Regions from separate parts of the Ovis aries genome. Here region 2 is linked to region 1. The links are chromatin contacts, called in public Hi-C maps. All regions are on one chromosome and are shown on one strand. The core of a region is the stretch at or near the end of the contact, and the rest is flanking DNA. Distances in the headings are between cores, read along the strand shown. Region 1 overlaps NID2 (nidogen 2). Region 2 has its middle 74 kb from the start of NID2.

What was found. Hi-C and Micro-C count contacts between places; a contact is called where the count stands out from the background.
Region 2: a contact with region 1 is called in a Hi-C map of tail adipose tissue, with 5 times the contacts expected there. The contact joins two enhancer-like sites. A contact is called at or near these places in 10 of 16 Hi-C or Micro-C datasets (blood, hypothalamus, liver and 4 more).

Annotation. Positions count from the first base shown.
Region 1 is chr7:43,156,351-43,163,854 of ARS-UI_Ramb_v3.0, reverse strand. All of the region lies in intron 4 of NID2 (nidogen 2), which reads left to right. Among named protein-coding and RNA genes, the nearest start is that of NID2, 23 kb to the left of the region's middle. Within about 2 kb of position 1,409, at least 3 of the 54 cell types and tissues checked have an H3K27ac peak or open chromatin away from gene starts, as enhancers often do.
Region 2 is chr7:43,253,373-43,260,628 of ARS-UI_Ramb_v3.0, reverse strand. No RefSeq gene overlaps it. Among named protein-coding and RNA genes, the nearest start is that of NID2, 74 kb to the right of the region's middle. Within about 2 kb of position 4,193, at least 4 of the 54 cell types and tissues checked have an H3K27ac peak or open chromatin away from gene starts, as enhancers often do.

The DNA.
Region 1 (7,504 bases), core at 160-2,659:
AGACTCAGTATCCTCGGGGAACTTATTCCAGGACCCCCTCTTCCCATGCAGAAACCAAAATCTGTATGCTCAAGGCCCTCAGTCAGCCCTTCGGATCCCCGGTTCTACAACCTCAGCTCCCCCAGCTGTGGGTTCCTAAAACCGTGGATCTTAAACACAGCACAGAATCCTCAGCTTCTTGAATATGCAGTTGCTGAACTTGTGGACACCAGAGGGCTGACTGTATAGAACCATGCAGTTATTAATTACTTGGTTTTTCTTGGTAGTGAAGTTTGTTTTTTCAAACAAAACATTAGCATCCCCCAAGTCTATCAGGCAAAAGTGGACTCCCTCTGGGAAAGTTAGTGGATGGGGTGGGCAAGACTCACGTTGAACACTGCCTGCTAAAATGCCAGCCTTGAGCCACGTTGCCAGCTTTTTCTAATGATGGAGTGGAGGAGTGTGGATTTTGGTTTTCAATGGACTTGAGTTTGATTTCCAGCTCTGTTATGTGGTTTAGGATAAGACATTTGCTCTGTTGGAGTCTCATTTTCTTCAGCTGTGAAGCAGAGATAATGTGTGTGTGCTGTGTGTACTACGTTGCTTCAGTTGTGTCTAGCTCTTTGCGACCCTGTGGACTGTGGCCCAGTTCTGTGCGTGGGATTCTCCAGGCAGGAATACTGGAGTGGGTTGCTGTGCCCTTCTCCAGGGGATCTTTCCAACTCAGGGGTCGAACCTAAGTCTAATATCGCCTGCATTGGCAGGCAGGTTCTTTACCACTAGCGCCGCCTGGGACCTCATCGAAGAGTTGCAAGAATTAAAATTGGGCATGGAAGCACCAGGCCCAGTAGATTTTACTTTCGCCTTTAAGTTTCATAGTGGTTAACTTGCTAAACCAAGAAATTAAATAGATTTCCCTTCTCTTTAGTCCCTAAGGAAAAAAAAAATTTTATTTTTATAGAGTTTTTGTTGAGAAATCTAGATTCTTTTTAGATCATGTCCACACCAGGCAAGAATGTCCCAATTTCACTCTAGTTCTAGCCTCAAGCTTATTGTTTTCTTTATCTTTTTGTAGACCATAAAACTAGCAGTAAATTGGCTGCACAAACTTTCTCTGTTTCAGGGGTATTGTTTCTCCAAGCAACTCTGGAAACTTGTTGTCAAACCAAAAATTACCTGACCCTCCTCTGATCAGGGCACTAGTGGAAGTCTTCACTCATATTTATTGGGTGTCCACTTGGACTCTGAGCGGGAACTTTGCTTGGATGCCACTAGCGCAGTTAATCCTCAGAATTGCCCTGCACAGTAGATCCTTCCCACAGTGCAGAGAAGGAGACGGAAGCCTGAAGTACTGAATGATTTGTTGGGGTAAGAGGCAGGCCAGGACTGCAGCAGAGCCATGGAAGGTTAGAGCAAGCACCATGCAGGGCAGATCCACCTGTGGTGTGTCAGGGACGTCTTCCTGGAGAAGGAGGACTTGAGCCAGGTCTTGAGGTCAAGGCCTCAGTTTTGGGAGAGAGAAACTGGGGCATATTCTGGACAGAGGAGTGACAAGAGTGGAGGTTATAAGGTGGAAATGGGGAGAGAGAGGAGAGTTATAGAGGGTAGGTGTAAGAGGCAGCTGCCAGCAAGGCTTTTGCTGCCTGGAGCCAGTATTGTGGGCAGCAGGGACGAGCTTGATTCACAGGGGCCATAGAGATTCTTAAGATTCTGAAACCTACCTGCCCAGGTGGTGCAATGAGGAGCTTAATTTGACCTCAGTCTGCATGATGAATTGGAAAGGCGACACCTGGCTTTCAGCACCCTCAGGCGTTCTCACTCTGGCCTGCGATCCTGTTGATTGTACTTGGATGGCAGTCATGCAGGGAAGGCCCAAGATGTGAATAGGGTTTCCCTGTGGCTTCTGGCCTTGGGAAAGGCCTTAGGGATGTGTCTCAAGTAGCTTCTACCCTGGGATGAACTCAAACAGGCTCTGCTGCCCAACCCAGCCTTCCAGACACAAAAGCCCCTCTCCAGGGGTGGGGGGCACCCCCAGGTTGCTAAGGGAATGTGAACAAGAGGGTCGCCCATACCGCTGAAGACACCTTAAGGGAGAGCCTTCGAGGGTCAGATGTAACCCTCCCCTCAACAAAAAACAGGGTCCTAATACCTGTTTGCCCAGCCAGCTTCACTATGTACCATACATATACACCAAAAACAAATGAACACTGGAGGGAAAAGCCTGCTACTGTTTTTCATTATAAAGCTGGATGTGGTTTTTCTTAATTCGTCTATTATGCTGTGAGGTGGGAAACTTAGAAAAACTCTGTCCTGCAGTGAAAAATGTAGGTTCTTTATCTTGAGGTAGCAGGAAGAGCTGTTAAAGAAAGGTCAGCCCAGTTGCCAGAGGCAGGGCCAGCTCAGGAAAGCCCTTGGTCCCCGTTTGCACGGTGAATCTGGTCTGTACCCTGGAGCCTGCCAGTCTTCCACATGGCTGGGCCAAGGCTGAAGATGAGTGCTTAAAGATCTTTGGAGAAATGAAGACTGAAGGATGGATCAGAATAAGTGCAGAGGACGAGTTTTCCATTTGTGTGAAAATCTCCCAGTTAGGACAAGTCTCAAGTGCCCTGGCAGCGCCTCTCTTTCTTTTTCCTGATATAGCCCCGTGACTCCACCCTCATTTTTTCTTTCCGTTAAGGATAGGAAAAGAGTGAAAAAACATTTAACGAAAAAAAAAAAAAAAAAGAAATGACGTTTTTTAAATCCTCATACGGAGATTCTTTTAGCAATTGTCTAACCTCATTTAACAAAACTGCTGCAAACTGAGCCTATTCAGACCTGGCTGCCCTCCACCCTCCTGTGAGGTCCTAGTTGCCAGCAGACTTGTCCCTCCCTTGTGACAGGAGCCGCCAGGCAGAACGTGGGCCCCCAGAGCGTCTGGAGTGAAGCCTGCCCAGTGGGTAAAATTTGGGAGAGAGGAATCTGTGGGATGAAAGCTAGATTTCTTGAAGTGTGGCTCTAGTCCACTTGTGGCTCTTTCTTTCATGGCCCTGGTTTAAAATGCTGATTCCACACCCCTCCTCCACCTTCTGACCCAGAATCTGCCTGTTTAAGCCAGGTCCCTAGTGATTCTGAAGTCCACTTCAATTGAGTATTGCTGATATGAGGGAAGGAGTGTGGGATTTAGAGCCAGAAGATCACATAGTCTTTGTGGAACAGGAAGAAGTGTGTGAAAACACATTTACAACTGTGAGATAAAGAGGCATAGAAATGACCACTGAGAAAGAAAAGGTACTCACTGCACATCTCATCCATCTGGGATTCAGACACTGATTCCCCACCTCCATGGGGTTCAGCATCCTTGAATCTACCTGCAGTTCCCATAGAAGTTTGAGAAGTACATTGGCCAGAAGTCTGGCTTTTCTTGCCCGGATAAAGACCTGGGTCCTGGGCACCTGGTTTCCTCCATTAAGGATCTTCACGTTCCACACTTGGAGACTTAGCCTAAGTGGGCCATCCAGCGCAGCGTCCTGCTTCTCAGCCAGGGCAGGAGTGAATGCTAAAGCATTCCCTGAAACCCACCCACCCCAGGAGCTGCTAATTAATTGGTCAGATGAAATTCATTCACTACATGAAACCGCATTCTCCAACTCAGAAAGGGACGGTTTGCAAATATGCTGACCATTGTCATCCATGGGCATAAGAGACCCCAGGAGTGGCTACGGTGCAGACTCGGGATCTGCCCACTGAGTCTGAATTGGTAGGTCAAAGGTGTGCCCTAGGAATTTGCATTTTTAGTTGGGATCCCAGGTGATTCTGATGCAGCAGTTCCCAGAATTCATAGGAAGGAAGGCAGCGTTCCCTCATCCTGGCACCATGCTGAAGATGTAAGTACCTGTCAGAGCCAGAGTGGAGCTTCCCAGGCGCCTCAAAGGTGCTGCCAGAACTGACCTCCCACAGACCTCCTCCAGTAAGTGGCCGCTCCAGGCTTCCAGTTCCCACGTCAGGAAATGAACATCCCTGTGGAGCCCTTTCTTGCTCCTCTTCTCCTCCCCACCCGCCTCCCCTCTCTCTGCCTTACCCCCGACTCCTCCTCCTGTTCTCCCTCTGTCCAGTCCATCAGCTCCACCTCACAGCACTCCAGATCTGGTCGCTTCTCCAGCCCCTCCATGAGCACCTCCGACGACCAAGCCACCGCCCCTTTCCCCACCACACAGCATCACCCGTCTGCTCCAAACCCTCCAGCAGCTTCCCACCTCGCTCAGACTAAAACCCAGATCCTCCCCTCGACCTTCCAGGCCTGACAGGAAGTGGCCAGAGCTACTTCTCCGGCCTTATCCCCTCTCCCTGCCCCTGTTTCTCCCACATGCCTGCCTGCCTGCTAGGGCGTGCCTGCCCTCACTCATCCTCCTCTCCTCCAGGCCTCTGCCCAGAGTCACCTTCGCCCTCCCGTCCCTCCCTGACTTAAGTTTCTGCATAGCTCTGGATATTATCCCTCATGCCAAATAATTTACCTGTCTGTTGACTGTTGTCTAGGGAGGGGGATATAAGCTTCAGGACAGGAAATTATTTTTTTTTAATTAAATTTATTTCTGGCCACGCTGGGTCTTTGTTGCTGCACGAGGGCGTTCTCTGTTTGCAGCATGGGGGAACTAGTCTTGGTTGCAGTGTGCAGGGTTCTCATTGCTAGTGTCTTCTCTTGCTGCAGAGCACCGGCTCTCTAGAGCACGAAGGCTTCAGTAGCTGTGGTGCACGGGCTTAGCTGTTCAGAGGCATGTGGACTCTTCCCGGACCAGGTATTGAACCCATGGCCCCTGCAAGGCAGGCGGATTTCCATCTACTGTGCCACCAGGGAAGTCCAGGACAGGAATTTTTGTTTCTCTTGTTCCCTGCTGTATCCTCAGTTCCTACTCCAGGGCCAGGTGCATAGGGAGTTCTTGGTAAATACTTGTTTGAATTACTGAAAGAAAATGGTAGCCTTTGCCTTTCACCTAGGTTGACACTGCCAGTATTACATGTGCTCATCTGCACATGGAGGCAGGTACAGAAAAGGAACTGGATGTTCCTCTGACCACGAGCATACCCACGTTCCCCCTGGTGTGGCCTGCACGGTCTGGAAAGCACAGCTTGTATTCCTGGCTCAGCAAGTCCCATCCTGAGCATGCAGCTCCCCTCCCCTCTACATACACAGTTTTAAAAGATCCCCAAACCAGTCTACCAGTAGCTAACCCATTATAATTATAGTCAGTCATGTAACAGACTTTCATGGGGGCCTAACTTATTTTTTGTCGGAAACATGCAGACAGTGTGCCCATAAACTTTTAAACTTTGGCACAGTTGCATTTGTATGTTGCTGGCTACACTGCCAAGCCTCTCTTTTTACCCATAGCGTAGCTATGCCTCCACCTAGTAGTTTAGTTCAATTAACCCAACTCTACACATCTGTAGGACTTTCCTAGTGGCTCAGATGGTGAAGAATCTGCCTGCAATCCAGGAGACATGGGTTCAATCCCTAGGTAAGGAAGATCCCCTGGAGAAGGAAATGGCAACCCACTCCAGTATTCTTGCCTGGAGAATTTCATGGACAGAGGAGTCTGGCAGGCTCAAAGAGTGGGGTCACAGAGTCGGACACGACTGAGCAACTGAACTGAATACAAACCCATCATTTATTAATGTGATGGCAGAACTGTGTTTTTGAAAATTGGAATACGAACACTTTGCAACATTAGTTTCTGCGGTACAATGACGTGAAACAGCCACACACACACACACACACACACACACACACACACACACACACACACACATAAATCTCCTCCCTCTTTGGGCCTCCCTCCACCCGCATCCCACCCCTCTAGGTCATCACAGCGAACCGAGCTGAGCTCCCTGGGCTTTACAGCAGGTTCCCGCTAGCTATCTGTTTTACGCATGGTAGTGTATCTGTGTCAATCCCAATCTCCCAATTCATCCCTCCTACCCTTCCCCCTGTGTCCACATACCTCTTCTCTCATCTGCGTCTCTATTCCTGCCCTGGAAATAGGTTCATCTATACCAAGTTTTTTAACCTGAATTTCCTGAAGATGACTACCCTTTAGTCCTGCATCAGATTACCTTTTCACCTTTGCATCCAGAAGTATGCTGAGAAACAGTGTGATTTCTGGTGATGAGGGGTATGTGTGTGTGTGTGTGGGGGGTCATCCTGATTTTGGAGAGGAAGGAACAGACTCTACATCTCTGTGGTTTCCGTGGAGCCATCTGAGCCAGGCTGCTGTTGAGTGTCTGACGTGGATGCTTTGCCACCCAGTTCCCTTATGCTCCAGGAGAGGAGGGTCCTGATGGCAGTTGAGGCCATGAACACACTCACACGTGTGCCAGTCCTTCCAGGGGCTGCTTCTTAACACTTTAGTCATGACTTTCTGAGCTGGAGGAATAGGAGATTTTGACAAGTTACATTCATTTATTTTTACTCGGACTGGGCTTTCCTCCCCTCTTTCTTATTAAACCAATGGTAAATAATGATGCATAGTTTTTTCCTCATAGCCACCTTTTACAATCTTTTTTATTATGTCTTATTTTTCTGCATTGAGTTTTGTGTCAGCTTCCTGTTCTTATTTTTTCCCAAATGTTCAGAGTGATGCCTAGTTTTCTATTTTTAACGAGCTGGAATTTCTCAGCCATGTGCTCAAGGCCCAGTACCAAATCTTGATTCACCAACTTTATTTTCTGTTCCCAGTCAGATATTCCACTTGAGTCAAGATCGTCTGTCCTGCCAACCCTCAGCTCTCTGCTTTCTCAAAGGAACCTGGAAACACTGTCCAGAAGTGGCTGCTGCTGCTCAGTTCTCTTCTCTGTGCTTTCCTGTCAGGGAGAGAGCCCTCTGGGGGATCTCTGCTGTCTTCTCCCATTCCGTCTGATACATGAAGTGTGACTCAGACTCTACTGGTCGAAGCCTATGTTGATTAACGCTGGTTACCTGACCAGCTCCTTTGCCTGGTTCTCAGAATAGACGTCCTTGGGCCCCACCAGCTGGTGGTCAGGTGCAGCTGTTAAGAATCTGGAGCAAGTGTCTCTGGGTTCAAATCCCACGTTGGCCACCTGTGTGACTTTAGGAGAGTCAGTTTGATCTGTGCCAAAACTTGTTTATCTGCATATAGGAATTTGAAAAAAGTCCCTGCTCTTGCGCAAACTGAACAAATTAAGTTCCTGGCATTTAAAGTACCTGGGATTTATCAGGCACTGTTTCGATGTTCACTTGGCTGTATCCTCACTTGCTGGTACAAGTCTTTATGCCGGCCCCACTGTTAGCTTCTATGGTGGTGCCCCCTCCCCCCACTGCCCCCCAGTTTTGTCTTCTGTTCTCTTCTGGAATACTGGGTCATATTGGTTTTTCCATTTCTTCCTCCCCTTCCCATTTCCTCCTTTTCAGACCTAGTCCTGGAATGCAGCTGCCACTCAGTTTTTCCAAAGAGCAGGTTATCCGTGTTCCTCACAGCAGCTCCGGAGTCTAGTCCTGGATTCTGCGCCGTCTTCCCTCCTCAGTCCGCTC
Region 2 (7,256 bases), core at 2,944-5,443, 94 kb before region 1:
GGCTCTCCCATCCCTGGGATTCTCCAGGCAAGAATACTGGAGTGTGGTGCCATTTCCTTCTCCAATGCATGAAAGTGAAAGTGAAGTCGTGTCCGACTCCTAGTGATCCTGTGGACTGCAGCCTACCAGGCTCCTCCATCCATGGGACCTTCCCGGCAAGAGTACTGGAGTGGGTTGCCATTGCCTTCTCCGTCCAGTTGCCAACTCAGCTACCATAGCCACTAACAACTATTCTACCATTTTTTGAAGAAACATTCAAGGAAGTGGGTGTCTTGATTTGTTCCCCTGTCATTTAATTTCTCCAGATAAGCATGGCTTCCTTCTCTGTCTACAAACTGTCTTCTTTAGAAAACAGCAGGTCTTGACCAAGAAAATTTTCCTTGGCTACTCTGCTGTGCTAACAGTAGTGCTAGAATAGCACCTTCTGTTGTAAATGTTTTGCAGTTAACAAATACCAGACAGTCCACTCAAATACCCTGAGGAACATGAGGTCAGGACAGGTTTTACTCATGGCTGTATAATAAATAGCAGAAGCCCAACTGAAACTCTGCCTTTGTGATTCAAGGTCGTTTGCTCCCCTGTTAATTCCCACAGGTGGTTTGCTAGAGGAGGGGAGCGGGGCAGAATTAAAGAGGACAACCAGTTCTGCATTTGGAAAAGACCAAATCTATCTTGTTTAGTCAAAACGGAAGAGGGATTCTTATGTGTGCGAGGTTATGGAGCTGAGCTACATGCAAGCAATTCATTCTTTACTCAAGTGATGGGGAGCTGCGGAAACAGGGGAAAAACAGTACTGTGTTCGCTTCAGAACCCAATGCCACGCTCCTTCCAGCTGACCTTTCAAGAGGGCTCTAGAGGTTATACTTTCTCTTTGTAAGTGAATGAAGTAGCCAGGTACTGGTTATAGAGTCCTGGGCTTCCTTTTAAATTGCTGTATCTTCACTTTATCTCTGTGGTATGCCTTTATTTCAAACATAAACAGACAAGTAGGATAAAAATCAAGGGAGGAAAGCTATGTATATAATCAAAATGATGGTTTTTTCAGTAGCTGAGTAGTTTCTATAATCTGACATGGGTGTCTCTTCCATTTATTCTGTTTTTGTCCTTCATACAGCTCCATCAGAGACTAGGCAACTTGAACAATATTTACATTTGTATGGTCCCTCTTAATTTGCAGAGTATTTTCACAATCATTATGTCCTCTGAACCTCAGACACCGCTTTATCTCTGTGCGGAAAGTATGGTGGGTGTTATTTTCTTGTGGTGCCTTTGGTAAGCAGAATTGTTTCAGTGTGACACGCAAGATCATTCTAGACTTCCTGGACCATGAGCTGGTAGCATGAGGAGGAACTACCCCAGTGCAGTGTCCCAGAGGACCAGCATCCACTCCCATTTGGAGAAGAGGAAGCACCAGAATACACCGTGTATTTCTACCAAGTTCCTGGGAGATGGTATGGTCTGAGGACTACAGTTTGAGAACCAGTGCTGTAACTCATACCGTATGTTTTCAGAATTGGTTTACAAACTTGTAGGTAGGTGCGTGGCATCCATGTCTATGAAGGAACCTACCTTTTATAAGCAGTCCTTTTTACTAATGAACAGAGATTAAGTGACTGGTCCAAGGTCATACTGATAGAAATTTGATATCATTTAAAGTAGACCCAAGGTCTTCTGATTCCTAATCAAAGGTAGTTCTTTAAGCTATTAGTCTATTGTCAGTTTCTTTAATAGCAGACAGTGACAGTTGACAATTATTATATGTTCAACAGGTATATCTTTAGTTGAACCTTTTGCTGAGTAGGATCTAAGTAAATAGCAAAGGAAAAATAATCCTCCTTGTTTTTATCCAAGATGCATTGTAGGAGATAGAAGTGCCATTCAGCATACCTGAGAACATCAGGGATTGAAATATGTAAAACACTTAGGTTCAGCTCTTTAGAATTGCATATCTAAATGCTGTGAGTTTCTAAAGATAATAGATTTTAATGCAGTTTAATTTTTTTAATTTAAAATTTTTATTGAATTATAGTTAATTTACAATATTAGTTTCAGGTAGACAACATAGGGATTCAATATCTTTATAGATTATGCTCCATTTAAAGTTATTATAAGGCATTGGCTTTATTTCTTGTGCTGTACAATATATCCTTGTACCATATTTATTTTATACATAGTAGTTTATATCTCTTAACACCTCCCTGTGTTTTGCCTCTTTCTCCTTTCCTTTCCCACTGGTAACCACTAGTTTGTTTTCTGTATCTGTGAGTTTGTTTCTGTTTTGTTATATTCATTTGAACAAAAAAATTTTTTATGTTTACTCTGAGCAAATAACTCTGCTAACTATCTCTATCAAATGAGATCTGGTCTTTGACTTACAGGAGTTTATAAACTAGTGGGAAGAAGCAGAATGTTCATAACTAGCTACAGAATTACGCCAGATGGAATATCTATAAAACCCAAGGTCCACAGTATGCAGCGCAGGGAGACAGTGGAGAGATAGATTTCATTTAGGGAGAGCTAATGAAGAAATTGGAGAAGGCAATGGCACCCCACTCCAGTACTCTTGCCTGGAAAATCCCATGGATGGAGGAGCCTGGTAGGCTGCAGTCCATGGGGTCGCTAAGAGTTGGGCACAACTGAGTGACTTCACTTTCACTTTTTACTTTCATGCATTGGAGAAGGAAATGGCAACCCACTCCAGTGTTCTTGCCTGGAGAATCCCAGGGACGGGGGAGGCTGGTGGGCTGCCGTCTATGGGGGTCGCGCAGAGTTGGACACGACTGAAGCGACTTAGCAGCAGCAGCAGCAGCAATGAAGAAATTGCATCTGAATATGAAGGAAGTAGCATCTGAACTGATCCTCTGAAAGGAAGGAGGATTTTTCCTGGTAAAGATAGAGAAGAAGAATCTTCTGGGCAGAGAAAACTGCATTGGAAAAGATGTAGGTCAGCACAGGGCTCTCTTGGGGAAGAGCTACTTTTCCATGTGGTCTGGGAAGGCACAGGGGTGCAGCGTGTGATACGACTGGAAAGTTATGGGGGACAGCTAAGAGTGAGTGAACAGTTCTGAGCCAGGAGAGAGAGGAGCCAAGGGGTGCTATAGAGGAGGTGGCTGGTGACGGGAGAATAGGCCAGCAAGGAGGCGAAGCCAAGCAAGGAGGACTTTTCAGAAGCTAGCATGAGTGAGAGGGTGGGTTGGGGTCTTCTGGTTTTAAACCTGGTTTTGAACCTGTTTTCACTTGCTACCTCTGTGACCTTAGGAAAATATGACTCTCTTTGGACTTTAGTTTTCTCACTTCTAAAAGGAGAGGGTAGATCCTGACTAACATCTCTCTCCCCCTAACATTCTTTGATTCTGAGGACCTTATTTGCCCTCTGTTGCAAATCTAATTCTGGATGGCTTGAATCCATTGTTCATCCTTCTTTCTAAAATGGTATGGCTCCTTCTGGGATCACAATGTGAAATAAAATGCAGTTGATCTGGCCATGGTTTGGGGCAGAAGTGAGAAAATGAAATTCTTGAATTAGAACTTCATCAAATCTATCTTATTTATAGCTTATTTCAACTCTACCAACTTTTCAAGCATAGCTGATTTGCAACAGAGAAAACTTTATCTTGCTGAGTTTACAACCTCATGGAAGCATGATTGCAGCTCTGAAAATGTGTGGGTTACTAGGGTTATTTCTTATAAACATAAAGGTTAGCTTTAGGGGTAGAGGCCAGATTTCATGACTATAACTGGAAATCTTAGGGAACAGATGAATCATATAATACATCACTTCAACTGGGAATCGACCATGTCCCCTTGTTAGAGTTTATCTCAAAATGTTTTGTGAGATGAGCTGGAGGAACCACAGCCCAAACCATGTATGGGATGGGGTGATTAGATTCCAGCCAGAAGACCAAATATTGCCTTTTGTTCTTTCCTGGGGGTGGGGGTGGGAAGGATATGGAAAACAATGTTCTGGCCACAGAGAAGATTCCAGGGAGTAAAAATGAATCATCCCCAGCAGCCAGGAAACACCAGGAGTTCTCTAAATGGAATGAAGTCCTCCTGTACCTTGGATGGGAGCAGAGGGAGTGAGGGAAACAACAGCTGCTGGGGGAGCCGGAAGCTGGAGAAGGGGACACCGAAGCACGGCTGAAACCGGCAGCCACGCAGAGGAACAAACCAAAAGGGATGTGAGTTTGTGCAGGTTTCCTGTGGGGTCTCTTAGGGAGAGCTACCCTCCATGGTTTCCTTATCAGTTGCTGCTGCCTCTAGTCTCCACCCCCCGCAGGAGCATCTGCATAAAAATGTGGAGACTGTAACCAGCTATTCACGCGTGTCCAAAAGGGCTCTGCGAATTAGGAAGCTGCACGTGCAGCCCACTACACAAAGGACCTCCCACCAGCAGCCTGGGAACGGCAACGGGACCTGCCGCCCTAGGCCAGGGAGGCCCAGGGGTCAACGGACATCTGGAGCCAAGTCTAGGCCCTGGACTGAAGCTTTGGGGGATGTCAGGCACATCCTGCTGCTTGCTGGAGCCTGAGGCGTGGAATTGGGGCTGGATTCTCTCTTGCGTCCTGTGTGCCTTTAATTAACTTCATTAGTTAATTATATCCTAATATCTCTCCATGTATTTAGGTCCTCTTTAGTGTTTCTAAATAAGAGTTTGTTTCTAAACAGAGTTCTGTTTTTTTAAACTTTTTAAAATTAAGGTCATTTTCAAACATACAAACATACAAAGAACATACAAAAAAACAGTATGTTGAACCCGTACCACCTAGCTTTAGTATTTATCAGTATTTTGCCAAATTTCTTTCACTTATGTCTCCTCCACGTCTTTCTCTTCCAGTGTATTAAAGCAAATCCCAACTATATCATCTCAGCTACAAAAACTGGTAAGGTCCCTTTTTCCACATAATAATTCTACTATCATATGTAATAAAATTAATAATTTTTAATATCATATAATCATGGATAAAGACCATCTATTTCTTGTACTACAGGATTCAAACAAGATCCACACAATGCATATTATTTATTTCCTCTGTTTCTAAAAAGTTTTAAAGAGTGTTATTAATGCCTGTACTGGACCTTTGCTGTGCCCCGGCTTTCTCTAGTTGTGGCGAGCAGGGTCTGCTCTTTGTTGCAGTGCATGAGCTTCTCAATTGCAGTGGCTTCGCTTACTGCGGGACACAGGCTCTAGGTTTGTGGGTTTCAGTAGCTGCGCACACAGCCTCAGTATTTGTGGCACGCAGGCTCTAGGGCGCCCAGGCTTCGGTAATTATGGCCTACCGGTTTAGTTGCTCTTCGGCATGTAGAATCTTCTCAGACCAGGGTTCGAACATTGGCAGGCGGACTGTCAACTTCTGGCCCACCAGGGAAGTGCTCCTCTCTCTCTTTTTCAGGGCCATTTATTTGTAGGAGAAATTTGATCAAACATTTGATCACATCTACAGAATTTCATGTTCTATGTTTGGCTGTTGCGTCTTTGTTGTATTTTCCCAAGGATTCCTAGTTTCTTTTCACTGGGAAATGGTATTTGGAGACCACCGTATGGGCATAAGAGATAGTCTTTGCTACTGAATTATCACTGTTTTGTGGATTTTTCAGAGTAAAGAGTGAGAACGTTTACACATTTGAAAATGAGAGAAACTTGAATTCTTACTGATATTTCCAATTTAAATTTAAGATTGCATGGTTTTTCCTAACTGACTTATATCTGTATATTACTTCTCCCTTGCTGATCAGTTTGATTTCTGTGATATTATTAGTACCATCATTACTTATTAGCTTTAGTTTGAAAAGAACACATTTAATGCAGGTTAAGATTTCTTTGTAATAAATCCATGGGGGTAATATTATCTCTTGTGTCTCTGAGGATGTTAAGTATAATGTTTTTTACATTGATATATTTCAAATTACTTTTATTGTTTCTGTTTTCAGTGTTCAGATTTTCTTAAATATCTGGTGAACCTTGGCTGTTGACTCAAAAGTAAGAGATGCTGAAGCATCAGTATTACTAATAACATAAGATTACTAAGAGTATAAAACCAACAGAGTTAAGTAAAAATCCCATAATCTCATATTTGAATAGGAAATATCAGTATAAACTCATTTTTTGTCTCTTAAATTAAAAAAAACATATTTCATTGCTCTGACTGTTGAAAAGACCTAGAAACAATGAATTTAGTAGTAATAAGCACAACAGGCATTCACATTATGGTCTCTGAATACCATTCCCTACTAAGAGAAACCAGAAATCTTTGGGGAAATGCCTGATTCCAAGTTTGCCCTGTGCTGTGCTTAGTCACTCAGTTGTGCCTGACTCTTCACAGATTCTAAGTTTAGGGCAGGACTTAAAAAGTGAGTCTAAGTCAAAGAAGAAATGAGGAAATCTTCAAAACAAATAGTCAGATCGAAACCATGTAAAAGCCATTCTTAAGAGGCTCCCACTGGCCAAAGATGGGGCAACTTGTACATGAAAAAAATAGTGAGGAAATCTTTCAAAACAAATAGTCAAATCGAAACCATGTAAAAGCCATTCTTAAGAGGCTCCCACTGGCCAAAGATGGGGCAATTTGTACATGAAAAAAATTAGAACACATCAGGTAATGAAAAATTAATGAATTTATGCAGGTCAGGAAGCAACAGTTAGAACTGGCCTTGGAACAACAGACTGGTTCCAAATAGGAGAAGGAGTACGTCAAGGCAGTATATTGTCACCCTGCTTATTTAACTTATATGCAGAGTACATCATGAGAAACGCTGGACTGGAAGAAGCACAAGCTGGAATCAAGATTGCCGGGAGAAATCTCAATAACCTCAGATATGCAGATGACACCACCCTTATGGCAGAAAGTGAAGAGGAACTAAAAGCCTCTTGATGAACGTGAAAGAGGAGAGTGAAAAAATTGGCTTAAAGCTCAACATTCAGAAAACTAAGATCATGGCATCCAGTCCCATCACTTCATGGCAAATAGATGGGGAAACAGTGGAAACAGTGGCAGACTTTATTTTGGGGGCTCCAAAATCACTGCAGATGGTGACTGTAGCCCTGAAATTAAAAGATGCTTACTCTTTGGAGGGAAGTTATAACCAACGTAGACAGCATATTAAAAAGCAGAGACATTACTTTGTCAACAAAAGTCTGTCTAGTCAAGGCTATGGTTTTTCCAGTAGTCATGTATGGATGTGAGAGTTGGACTATAAAGAAAGCTGAGCACTGAAAAATTGATGCTTCTGAACTGTGGTGTTGGAGAAGACTCTTG